Regions from separate parts of the Ovis aries genome. Here region 2 is linked to region 1. The links are chromatin contacts, called in public Hi-C maps. All regions are on one chromosome and are shown on one strand. The core of a region is the stretch at or near the end of the contact, and the rest is flanking DNA. Distances in the headings are between cores, read along the strand shown. Region 1 has its middle 41 kb from the start of SETD7. Region 2 overlaps SETD7 (SET domain containing 7, histone lysine methyltransferase).

What was found. Hi-C and Micro-C count contacts between places; a contact is called where the count stands out from the background.
Region 2: a Hi-C map of muscle shows a contact between it and region 1, with 2.7 times the contacts expected there. The contact joins two enhancer-like sites. A contact is called at or near these places in 3 of 16 Hi-C or Micro-C datasets (hypothalamus, liver and muscle).

Annotation. Positions count from the first base shown.
Region 1 is chr17:18,181,436-18,187,252 of ARS-UI_Ramb_v3.0, reverse strand. No RefSeq gene overlaps it. Among named protein-coding and RNA genes, the nearest start is that of SETD7, 41 kb to the left of the region's middle. Within about 2 kb of position 2,557, at least 7 of the 54 cell types and tissues checked have an H3K27ac peak or open chromatin away from gene starts, as enhancers often do. A contact at or near this core is called in muscle, where this site is marked.
Region 2 is chr17:18,268,333-18,274,564 of ARS-UI_Ramb_v3.0, reverse strand. It overlaps SETD7 (SET domain containing 7, histone lysine methyltransferase), which reads right to left. Exons shown (of 8, transcript XM_027956265.2): 8 at 1-4,633. The coding sequence ends at 4,453. Among named protein-coding and RNA genes, the nearest start is that of SETD7, 46 kb to the right of the region's middle. Within about 2 kb of position 2,999, at least 3 of the 54 cell types and tissues checked have an H3K27ac peak or open chromatin away from gene starts, as enhancers often do. A contact at or near this core is called in muscle, where this site is marked.

The sequences.
Region 1 (5,817 bases), core at 1,308-3,807:
TGGTGATGATGGTCTTTTCTCCCATCAGTCTGTTCACAACCACGGACTCCCCAGGGCTGAGGAGCCTCCTGGGAACACAGGTTCCTACCAACCTTGAGGACGACTTACTGTCAAGGGCTGAAGGAGGACTCTTTCCTGAACTGCCTCCCACCCAGGCAGCATGACTTCATCCCCTGCGGAGAGAAGAGGGCTTCGTGCCTGAAAGGGCTTGTGACTAAGTCTTGTGACATTCTGAGGTTCAAGGACCTGTGTGCTGTCAACCCTTTAACTGAGTGTAGCTGGGGATGTTCTGATTTCATGAGAGAGAGGAGTCTTGTTGCCTGCAGAGTTTCAGAGCCGTACCAGCCCCGCGGGCACCCAGGGAGGCAACCTCCAGCTTGGAGGGGCTCTTCTGGGGTCAGGGTGGAGGTCCCCTCTCAGCCAAGCTTGCAACTATAGGGACACTATAAATACACACCCTGGGGATTCCCAAGTATACTCAAGAGAGGGGAATTTGGATGTCAAGCTGGTGGAAGCTGTGAGTCATGGAGATCTGAACATGAATATTGATGAAATCCCATTTGTGGTCACAGGCCAGTGAGGCCTCAGATATTTTGGCTACAGAGACACCGAAGCAACTTCCACAAGATGTATTTTTTAGGAGTTAGCCCTCGATTCTCTAATTTAACCATTTATTACCATATTCATGAAAACCCCGAAAATGGCTCAAGATCGAAGTTGCGTCTTTGGGACGCCCATTTGGTGGAAAATCCCATCCATCACCTCGCGCTGCTTTTCCCTGCGAATGACAAATGACTTGCTTAACTGCACTGATTGATTTGACCAGATGTTTGGCTCATGTAGCAGATTTCAGTCAAGATGGCGGACTTTTTTCACTTGCCTGACTGCTGTCTTGGTGCCTCAGGTGATGACACAATTTTCTAGACATAGTTTAGAACCTTTTAAAACAGTTTCTCTCGGTGATTTCCCTCACAGTTCTACTAAGGATAACAAGGCCTTTACTTCAGGGAAAGTGAGAGAAATGGTGTGATCCTAGGCAGCTACCCCTCCTGATGGTCCCTCCCACCTTGTGCGGGGTTAAGATAGATGCCTTTCTTTCCCTTCTGAGTCAAATGCACTGGACACTGACCCACTGAGAAGGCTTTGCTGATCGAAATAATAACTCATTACCTTAAAAACATACTTCACTGTAAGTCACTTCAGGGTATTCATGGTTTCAATAAGATGGCCCTGGCTTTTCAACATGATAAAAGAAGAGTTACATGAAGATTGCGCCATCTTGTTACAGGAAACAGCAGAGGAAACGTCAGCTTTTACCTGAAACCCTAGGCCTGAGAATTTGCAATGTGACACAGCCAGGAGGTGGAGTTGGTCACTCCTTCCGCCTTCAGGCAATTCTTCCATTCAGCTTCCAGGCCTTGACGCTCTCCTGTTTCTCCTCCTCCCCGCCTGGCTGCTCCTCTCGGCTCTTAAGCTGGGTCCAGTGAAGGCTGGCACAGCTTCCCTCTTGTCTCCTTCCCTCTCCTGGTTATATCACTGGTCCTGTACCTTGCCATGCTGCCGTATCCTGGTACCTCCGAACTTATCTCTCAAGCCCTGCACTGTCCCCTGAGCGCCAGTCTTGTTTACCCAGATGCCAGCTCGACATCTCTACTAAATGTCAAATAAGCCTCTCAAACCCAACGTGTCCAACACTGAGGTCCTAGACTCCTCTCCCGATTTTCAACCCGCATCTTCACCATCTCAATGAATGACGATTACATCCTCACAGGTGCTTGTGTTAAAAGAACTTGGAGTCACTGCAGTGAATTGAAATGGTGTCTCCCCCAAAGACATGGCCATGTCCTAACCCCCGTTATGTGAATGTGAGCTTAATTGGGGGAAAGTTGTTGGCAGTTATAATTAAGCCTCTCTAGGTGAGGTCATGCTGAATGATCTGGGCAGGTCCTAAATCCAAGGAAAAGTGTCCTTACGAGAGATAAGAGATGACACACAGAGGAGAAGGCCGTGTGAGGAGGGAGGCAGAGATTGGAGTCATGTGGCCTCAGCCTGAGGAATGCCCAGATCCCCCAGAAACTGGAAAAGGCAAGAAAGAATATCCCTTAGAGCTTCTGGGGACAGGCACCCCTGACAACTCCTTTATGTCAGCCTTCTGGCCTCCAGAGTTGTGACAGAATAATTTTCTGTCACTTTAAGCAGCCAAGCTTGTGGCTCTGTGCTTCAGTAGCCACAGAAAACTAATGGAATGTTCAACCATTCTCTTCTTTCTTTTTCTTGAGCCAACCTCCCAGCAAATCCTGTTGGCCCTTTCCCCAAAACAGGCCCAGAATCTGACCACTTCTTACCAGCTCCATTGCTATTCACCTGGTTTGAGCTCTTACATCTCTTACATGGAATATCGCAATCCCGTCTTCCTGGTTCTGCCCTGCACCCCCCCCCCCCCGCCCCCCAACCCCACGCCAAATCCTTTTAACACAAAGTCAGATCATGTTACTTCTCTAGCTCCTCAGAGTAAGAGCCAAAGTCTTACGAACAAGGGGCTGCCACGGGTTTCGTAATCTGGCTGGCTTCTTTGATGTCTCTAACTCATCTTAGACGGCGTCCCCCTTGCTTACTCTGCTCCAGCCACTATAGCCCCTTTGCTTTCCCTTGTATGTACCAATCATGTGTCTGCCTCAGGGCCTTTGCACCGACCTTCCCTTCTGCCTGCAACACTCTTCTCCCAGATATCACCATGGCTAAATCCCTTGTCTTATTCAAGTCTTATGTATTTCCTCAGTGAAATCTTCTCTGACAATTCCATTTAAAATAACAGCCCTAATAAATGCTCCATCAGCCCTCTCCATACTCGAGCCTGCGTGTGTGCTCAGTGGCTTCAGTCATGTCTGACTCTTTGAGATCCCACCAGGCTCCTCTGTCCATGGGATTCTCCAGGCAATAATGCTGGAGTGTGTTGCCATGCCCTCTTCCAGGGGATCTTCCTGACCCAGGGATTAAACCCATGTCTCCTGCATTGCAGGCAAATTCTTTACCACCGAGCCACCAGGGAAGACCCTCCATACTCATATTATGGTATAAATACTGTGTATCTTACTTGTTTATTTTAATTGTTGTTTTTCTCCATCTGCTCGAAGGTGAGATCCCTATGGATATATTTATGTATTTTTTAACATATTTAAAAAATATATTTAACCCATTTTTCTCTAGAAAAAGCAAGCTATAAAATCTCACCAACTGAAGAATCATCTTCCAAACAGTTGCATCTTCCAGAAAGCATTTGCATCATATTGCTTCTTTCTGGCTCTTCGTAAGAAGTACTTGGGGACAGCAGCGTCTCATGGGTTTATACAGATATACCATGCTTTGAAAATATGGGAAAGTAGAACTAGGAATATTCAAAACAAAGTCAGAGTGTGGTTGTTTACATTACCGAAGGACTCTTAATTTAGAAAGGAAACCAGTGTTGAGTGCCTATAAATAGCAGCTCCCTCTGCAAGTAAGTGCTTGTTTATTTGACTAAATGCTTGAGGTCAGGAACACTTCAAACTCATACGCTAGCAGGTCAGCAAGATCCTTTGAAAATCATTGGAAATAATGGTAAGTTATCCCTAAAATAATGGTGTAATTGGTGAGAAAAAAAATGTATTTACTCCATCCGCCTAAATCATCTTCAAATGACACTTTGGAAAACACATTCTTGACATGAAGCTAAGCACAGTCATACTTGCATTTGCCATGTGGAACTGTCTGGCATTGCAACTCACACAGAATTCAAATTGAAAGACTGTGTAGCTGTCAGCAGTTTTACAAGACCAGGGGATAAAAAGTAAGTCTGTTTACAGAGAGGCAGCCAGACCCATAACTTCTCATTTACAAGCAGCACACACACGATTGTTTTATGTGTGTGGTTTGTTAAAAAAAAAAAAAAAATAGCAACTTGATTTTCAAACTCAATAAAGGTTTAAGGGCCTTGGAAAGCACTGTAGGTCATAGTCATCATAAGCAGCCACATACAATAGAGCGTTAGTTTCCAAACGATAATTGAACTCCACCATTAAAAACCATGGCTATTTCAAGAGAAAGTGTTGTAGTAAACGCAATCTGAAAATTTCATGTTTCATGAGGAAATCTTAATATTCAAAACTGAACACTCAAAGTGACCTCGGCAAAGGCTTTGAAAGTTATGTGGTTTATGTAACTTTTGTCAATTTCTTGGTTAAATACACCTTTCCAGTTGATTTCTTTTACCAGTAAGGAGAAAATTCAATTTCTTCATGAGAAAATCCCACCCAACGGCAGGAACTAGATGTGTGTCAGTCTTGACAGACTAACAAGAGACAATTTACTTCTGTCACCAGAGGGCACCAAAGCTCAAGCTGCCAGGAAAACTGCAACCCACAAGGACACGACGGTTGGACTAGAAACCCCCTGAAATGTCATACTGGACAAGACCTTTCCTAGTTATTTCAAAGGACTGCCAATGTCTCCGATAAGGAACCACTTCCCTAGCTTGTTGTCATAGCGCAGTCTAGTATTCATAAACTCTCCCAGCCAAGAAGTTCTCAATATCAGCTCATATATATTTACATCCATCTCATATATAGAGTCCGTACTATGTACCACGCCCTGGGGAGCAGTTGTGGACAAGAAAGGCCGTTTCTGCCTTCTTAAACCTGGTGGGCTACAGTCCATAGGGTCTCAAGGGCTAGAAGGGAAGACTGCCTCTAACCCCACTCTTACAGTTCAGTGTGGTGTGGGTGATGAAGAGGGCAGAGAGGGGCCATGGGGGCAGCGAGATGGCCTCCTCACCTCTCTTCGAGGTCACGGAAGTGTGGTCATTTCCTGGGGCTTCTGTAACAAATGATCACACGTGGAGTGGCTGAGAACAACACAAAGTCATTCTCCTGCAGTTCGGGAAGCCAGAAGCAGAAACTCAGTGCTGGGAGGGCCATACTCCCTCCCAGAGCTCCCAGTGTCTGTCCATCCCTGTCCTAGGGGCTCCAGGCATCCCAGGTTTGCGGCTGAATTTCCCCAATCTCTGTCTCTAGGGTTACATTCCTGTCTCCTCTGTGTGTCTACACTATAAGGAAACATGTAATTGCATTTGGGCTTCCCAGGTGGTGCTCGTGGTAAAGAACCCAACTGCCAATGCAGGAGACGTAAAAGACGCAGGTTCCATCCCTGGGTTGGGACGATCCCCTGGAGGAGGACATGGCAACCCATTCTGGTGTTCTTGCCTGGAGAATCCCCATGGACAGAGGAGCCTGGCGGGCTACAGTCCATAGGGTCGCAAAGAGTTGGACACGACTGAAGTGACTTAGCACCCACACATGTGATTGCATTTAGTGGATCGAACTATGTGTGCCCCTCAAATCCATTTTCTGAAGCCCTATTCCCAACATGACTATATTTGGAGACAGAACATATTTGGGAATAAGGTTAAATGAGGTCATAAAGGTGAACCCGCTTCAATAGGACTGGCTGCCTTAAAAGAAGGTGAGACTTTTCTAGTGGACCAGTGGTTAAGACCCTGAACTTCTACTGCAGGGGGCTCGGGTTTGATCCTTGGTTGGGAACGAAGATTCTTTACGCTGTGCAGCATGGCCAAAAAATTAACAACAACAACAAACAAAAAGAAGAGAAGGGGACATTGAAACCCTCTCTCCAAGGAAAGACCATTTGATGAGAATGAGAATTCAGCCATCTGCAGGCCAGGTAGAGAGGTCTTACCAGAAACCAGCCCTGCCAGCATCTTGATCTTGGACTTCTAGCCTCCAGGACTATAAGAAAATAAATTCCTGTTGTTTATGCTACCCA
Region 2 (6,232 bases), core at 1,750-4,249, 87 kb before region 1:
AACTCCACTGAGGGCAGCCTCCCTGACGTGTGTGACTAGGCAGTAAGGGTGGCGGTGGACGGTGGCCAGAAAACCTGTTCCAAGGTTCCCCCGGCCACGTCTGGCTTCTGATTCTGCTGCCCTGCAAAGAAATTGTGCTCCAGATAACTGCACCGGTGTCTCTAATGCCTCTGAGTCACTCCCCGGCCCCTGAAGGCCTGGAGTGATGTCACTAAAGGGTGGACGCAACTCCACGAGCACCTAACTTCCACCAGGAAGCGGCTGAGGCACTGGGGAAGCCTACGAGCTCTCTCCACGTCGGGGGCAACAACGCGGGGAAGTTGCCACGCGTCAGAGTTATTTGTAGGCTTTTGATTCTTTAAAAATCAAAATTGATCTGCATTATATCTCAATAGACTCAGAGAATTCTCACCAAAAATTTTTGCAATTTGTTTAAATAGCACTGGAATAATTCAACTTCATTTAAATATATTCATTCTACCATGAAAATAGTTCATACAAACATCTATTTACATACAAACACATTAAAATTTGTGAAAAGGGTTTCCATCCCTGTGGTTGTATGGCTTGAAATCGTTTTCATTGCTTTGAATATGTCTGCACACATTTGGCAAAATAAAACCTTAACAATTTAGTATTTTTTAAATTAAAACAGACACCGAAGTTCCAAATTCCTGAAAGAACAGAAAAAAAAAAAAAAAAAAACTATCAAGGTACCTCAAGTAGATGTAAAAATTTCATATATTTTGTGAACCTTTGATCTGCGGCAAATAAACATTACCACTATCAGTCTTGCAACACAGTTTTGCTTGTTTTTCTAAAACAGAAGATGTCTGGATTCTAAATCACTACTCTTAAGACAGAAACTTGAGGCAACTGTTTTAAAACAAAGCACAACAGAAAAACGATACCTTCCTGGAAGATCTTAAATGCAGTTTGCATTGAGTGATTTAAAATTTCATAGATTAAAGGAAAGTTACTAAAGTGCCACATATGACTCACGGAGAAGACAACCCTTGAACTCACTGTTCACAGTTACTGCAATTTTATGGTTACAACTAAATATCGTCAATGGTTACACTTGGCCTTCACGCTGGCCTTTTTCAGGTTGTTGGTGATGAGGAAATTGTTTTTCAAGTGTGAAGAACCCCCAGAGGGCAGATAAGTTTAAAGACAGCCTCAGACAGGTTCAAAGGGGTCTTCAACAACAAATTTTCTTCTCAGTTTCTCAGGGAGACCAGGGATGAAGCAGGTTAAAATAAGAATAGGTACTGCAAAACTCAAGTCTTCCACGCCAGTTGCTTTTTAATCTCATCATTCCTTTTTCAGAAATTCCGTCCTTACTTTTGTTTTTTTTCTGAGTCCATTCAAATGCCCATTTGGGGACATACTCCTACAGATTAGTTCCTATTCCTAACTCTAACACAAGATAATATTTTGTCATAGAAAAGCGGCTAAGGAAAAATCTAGTCATGCAGGCGTTGGACAGAGATGGCTCTGAGTGAGTCTCCTGGGACCATGGCATCACACACCCATCTCAGCGCTGGCCCTTTTTGGGGAGCCAGAAATTTAGTCCTCTATCCCCACTACATGGATTCTTCCACATTTCTGTGCTGTTGCTCGTGAAACTACCTGCTTGACACAGCTCCTTCCACAGCGGATATCAAGACTCAGTAGAAAAATACATCCCTCAGCTTTGGCTCAAACAGGGAAAAAACACCCTTATTCCCTCAGCAGTTCATTCCCTAGGGGACCCCGACCCCCTTGGCAGTTTTGTCTACCTACAGAACACAGTGAGTCTTAAGGCGCCCTCTGACCCCACCCTGTGACGAAGTCTTACATTTAGGAGTGTGTCGGGGGAGGGCAGGGGACAGGAGGAGCGGTAGATTCAGACATGGATGCAGAGTGATGGAGAGAGGTACTCCCAGAGGGAAAGACAGACAGACAGGTCCCCACGGGCGCACACAGAGGGAGCAGGAGGGAGGGATCAGCTGGTGGTGGGGGGGATCAGCTGGTGGGGGGGGGATCAGCTGGTGGGAGGGGGGAATCAGCTGGTAGGTTGTTATGTAGGCACACTAGGGCATTCTCACAGATGACAGAGAGAGAAGAAAGCGGAGGGCAGGAGAAAGAAGAGCCCGGAGATGCAGAGAGGCTCGGGATGGGGCACTGCCTCCTCTGATGTGTCTGAATGTCACAGACACACTGCCGGGCTCTGAACTCAAAATGTTGTCATTCACGATCTCATCTGAAAAATGGATTTGTGCTGGTTAATCACTACTATTTAATTCACTTCAATAGCTTTTATCAAAAAAAAGGGAAATTCCATTTGAAGGGGGTAGCCCATTGATATAGAAATGACACCCCAGGGCAGCCTGAAGTCCTTGCTGTGGGGTCGGTCCTGTGCCAGGCTTCCCCCTGACCTCACTCCCAACGCCACTGACCAGGGTTAGTTCAAGCCATCTTTCTCTGGAGACAGTCACTCACTTTGGGACACGTCTGAATGAAAGCACCTGTCGGAATACAAGTCCCAAGACTCCGTCCGTCTGTCACAGTTCACTGAACAGTCTCTTTCTACAGAATAGAAGCGATCCTATCCTGGTGCCTTTTAATCTGAAAACTTCTCAGCTCCCTTCCTGGAAGATCTTTCTGGCAGCCCTCAGAACTTCTCACAAGCGAACCAGCAGCATATCTCCCTGAAACCAAGGCCACTTAGCCGGTCTGCCAGGGGGGACACAGGGGCTCTGGGAAAGCCTGCTCGAGGGAAAGGCTGAATCCTGTGCCTGGAGCAAACTGCCAGAACTGAAGGCTGTGAGCAGCGCTGGGTCAAGCACTTTTGTGAAGTTCTTCCCAGAGCACGTGTAACTGACACAAAACAGAAAACTTCCTCCTGCCTGTTTCTCTTCTGCTTCCTGAGCCTTCCCTAGTTACAGGAGCTACAGCGTGGAAGGCTTCAGCTTTCAAGACCAGACTGACTTGGTGACAGGTGCCCCGCCGCTGACAGCTGCGACTTGGAACAAATGTTAATCTCTAGATGCCCAGCTCCACAGCGAGGCATCTAGGGAAGGCATAGCTGTGGCATGTGGCGAGGGCGCTTGCCATAACCCCCAAACTCTCAGACTCCATTCAGAGCAATCCCAGTTAAATTACACACCTAATTAGCTAAACTAAAAAATAGGGGGTTTTCTCTTTATTTCTGCAGTTGTGATTACACATGGCTAGCAAAATGACTGAAATGCTATCGATACTGTTGCTTTTAAACTATACAGGTGTTAATCTTAATTCACAAGGCTTAGAAGCAGGTAAATGCTTTGAAATTACAATGATGAAGAGTTTTAGCGGTTAAGGTTTGATTTGTACCTAGTGATCAGTACGTCTCTCTTAACAGTAGCGATTTAAAAAGAAACGAAACAAAGGACTTTCAAATTCTGGATTAGAATTCAAGTTGGCTATTTGACTTTTGAATTCAATGCACTGCGCCACAAGCCAGACTGCTCTATGTTATGTACATTTAATGTGTATCTAAGGAGAAAAAAAATGACTAGCACTATTGAAGATACTGCAGAATCGCCACAGTTACTGCTTAGAAATACTAATTTCCCTCTCTTCTTCCTTAAAGTATATATTACAACTCTTCCATAACTTAATGCAAACAAAGTAAATTCATTTCTTCTCACATCTTAAAGCAAAGATATCTTTGTTTACATGCGAGAATAATAATTCTATAATAATAGCCTGGCCCTAGGAGCCAGGTCTTTATATTAGGACATAATAATGAATCAATGACAGATTGATAGAAAGAGCCAGAGAGACCTACACGCTGGCGCTGACACGGAATCTGTTTGGAAGTTTTCTCTTGTGAAAGATACCTAAGAGAGAGAAGAGGACTAAGGGGTGAACTGACCCAAAAAGTGGGGTTCTGTTCGCTAGGGGGGAAAAAACAAAGCCATTCTATTGCAAGAGACAGATCAAAGGTTAAAAGGCAAATTATACTACATTTAGAGAATAAAAATGTAGTAATTCTCCCCTTCGTATGGCGCATATGCAAGTGTGGCAGCACAATTTGCATTGGCCATAGAAATAAACCTCATGGAAAAACCACTGACTAAAAATGACTGAAAAACCCCCTTATTTTCCCTTTTTTCAGTCTAATCATTTGGCATCTCTGAAGTGGTACAGATTTAGACTTGAACCACCCAAGAACATCATGCTGTCTTCTGTCAAGTGCTCGACAGTACCTCTCAGGAGGGTGTTGTTGCGAGGCTAGCTAATTTTAAATCTGGTATGAGTAATACAGTCAGACCTAGTTAGTATTCGAGAAAGTCGTAGCGAACGCAGAGTGAGAGGGTGTGATGTCACAGCATGAGCAGTCCCTGGTTGTCCCGTTGTCGGATAAACGTAGTGCATAGATCCAAGTTTCTATTCCAGGTCCCCTGAAGCCCGGAGCCAGGCCTTTCACTTCTGCTGGGTGGCCTGGAAGGCCTTCAGCTCCACCTGGTACCACTCGGGGGCTTCCGGCCCGCTCTTCCCTGGGGGGCTGTGGTCGTAGCCGTAGGCAACGGTGAGTTCCTCGTCCGCCTCCACAGCTCGGAGGGTGCGGATGCATTTGATGGGCCCGAACCGGGGGTGGACAAACCTAGACATCAAGATGCAGACAGTCATTCCCGGGTGGACCAGAAGGTCAGACGCAAAGCCTAGAAGGGCTGAGACGGAATCACCCACATGCGGTGGCCTGGACACCAGGGGCAGGTCCTCGGGGTGAGGGTCACAGAGGAGCCAGCATCAGCGTTCCCTGGGAGCCTGGTGCTCACGGTGACACAGGCTACCCGACCCAGACCCGGCAGCGGAGTCTGCATTTGCACACCACCTCCCCCTCCCCAAGCCGACTCTAATGTGCGCATGCTCAGTCGCTCAGGCATGTCTGACTCTGTGGCCGCATGAACCGTAGCCCGCCAGTCTCCTCTGTCCTTGGGATTCTCCAGGCAAGAATGCTGGAGTGGGTTGACATTTCTTCCCCCAGGGGATGTTCCTGATCCAGGGATTGAACCCTCATCTCCTGCCTCCTGCACTGCGGGCAGATTCTTTACCGCTGCATTGAGGCTTAAAAAGCACGGCCCTGGGACTTCCCTGGCGTCCAGCTGTTACGACTCTCTGCTTCCAATGCAAGAGGCTGGGTTGGATCCCCGGTTCCAACTAAGATCCCACCTGCCATTTGGGATGGCCAAAATAAGGAAGTAAGTAAATAAAAAGTATGGCCCTATCTTCCTTTTTGAGCATATTTGGCACTCTGTATTTATAAATCAACAGCCAGATCTACCCCCAAAATCTGTCTTTAATGAGAAATCAGATTCAGTGTAGTCTGTCAGCATTTCAGCTCATCCGGCCTGTGGCATCAGATTACTTGGCTGTGTCTCAGGACAAGGGCACTTCTGGAGTTTTAAGAGAGAGCCCTGTGGATTTTCAAAAGCAAAAAATGCTGTATTCCATCCTGTACCTCTTGAGGAAGCGTTATTTTGTAGTTTTGAAAGTAAATGAAGATTTCTTTCCAAGAGGGAAGTCCTGCCATCCTGCTTCTTTCAGATTTCCCGCTGACCCACCGCTGTGAAGGGAGAGGGTGGGCTCATGCTAGGATTATGCTCATCTGCCGAAGGCTCCCAGCCTGGCTCACCTGCACAGCTCCCTGCAGGGGAGCAGGGGCTAAATAAGTATTAATAGATTCGTCTCCTCTAACAAGGGACTCCCAAGTGGTGCTAGTGGTAAGAACCTGCCTGCCAATGCAGGAGATGTAAGAGACCTGGGTTTGATTCCTGGGTTGGGAAGATCCCCTGGAGGAGGGCACGGCAGTCCACCCCAGTATTCTTGCCTGGAGAATCCCATGGAGAGAGGAGCCTGGAGGGCTGCAGATACATGGAAGGCAGGGCCAGAAAAAATCTTCTGTTTTTGTATGCATATGGCTGAGTCTGTCTGGTTCACTTACAGTTACATTTTGAACAAAGGGCACTGACACATCACAAAGGTCCTAGACCCTAGGTTAGGCGGCACATGGTGCATGACGGCAAGCACTTGGCGGGAGAGGTGTGTCTGCGGCGCATGGACATACTTTGTGTGGGATGAAGAGGAACAACCGCACCGTCACTTCAAGGGGCCTCAATGTCTATCCGTCCTGGGTGTCCTGCTCCCTGGCAACCACACTTGATTTGGGGCTGAAGGCTCTGGTGTGAGTCCTGGTTCCACG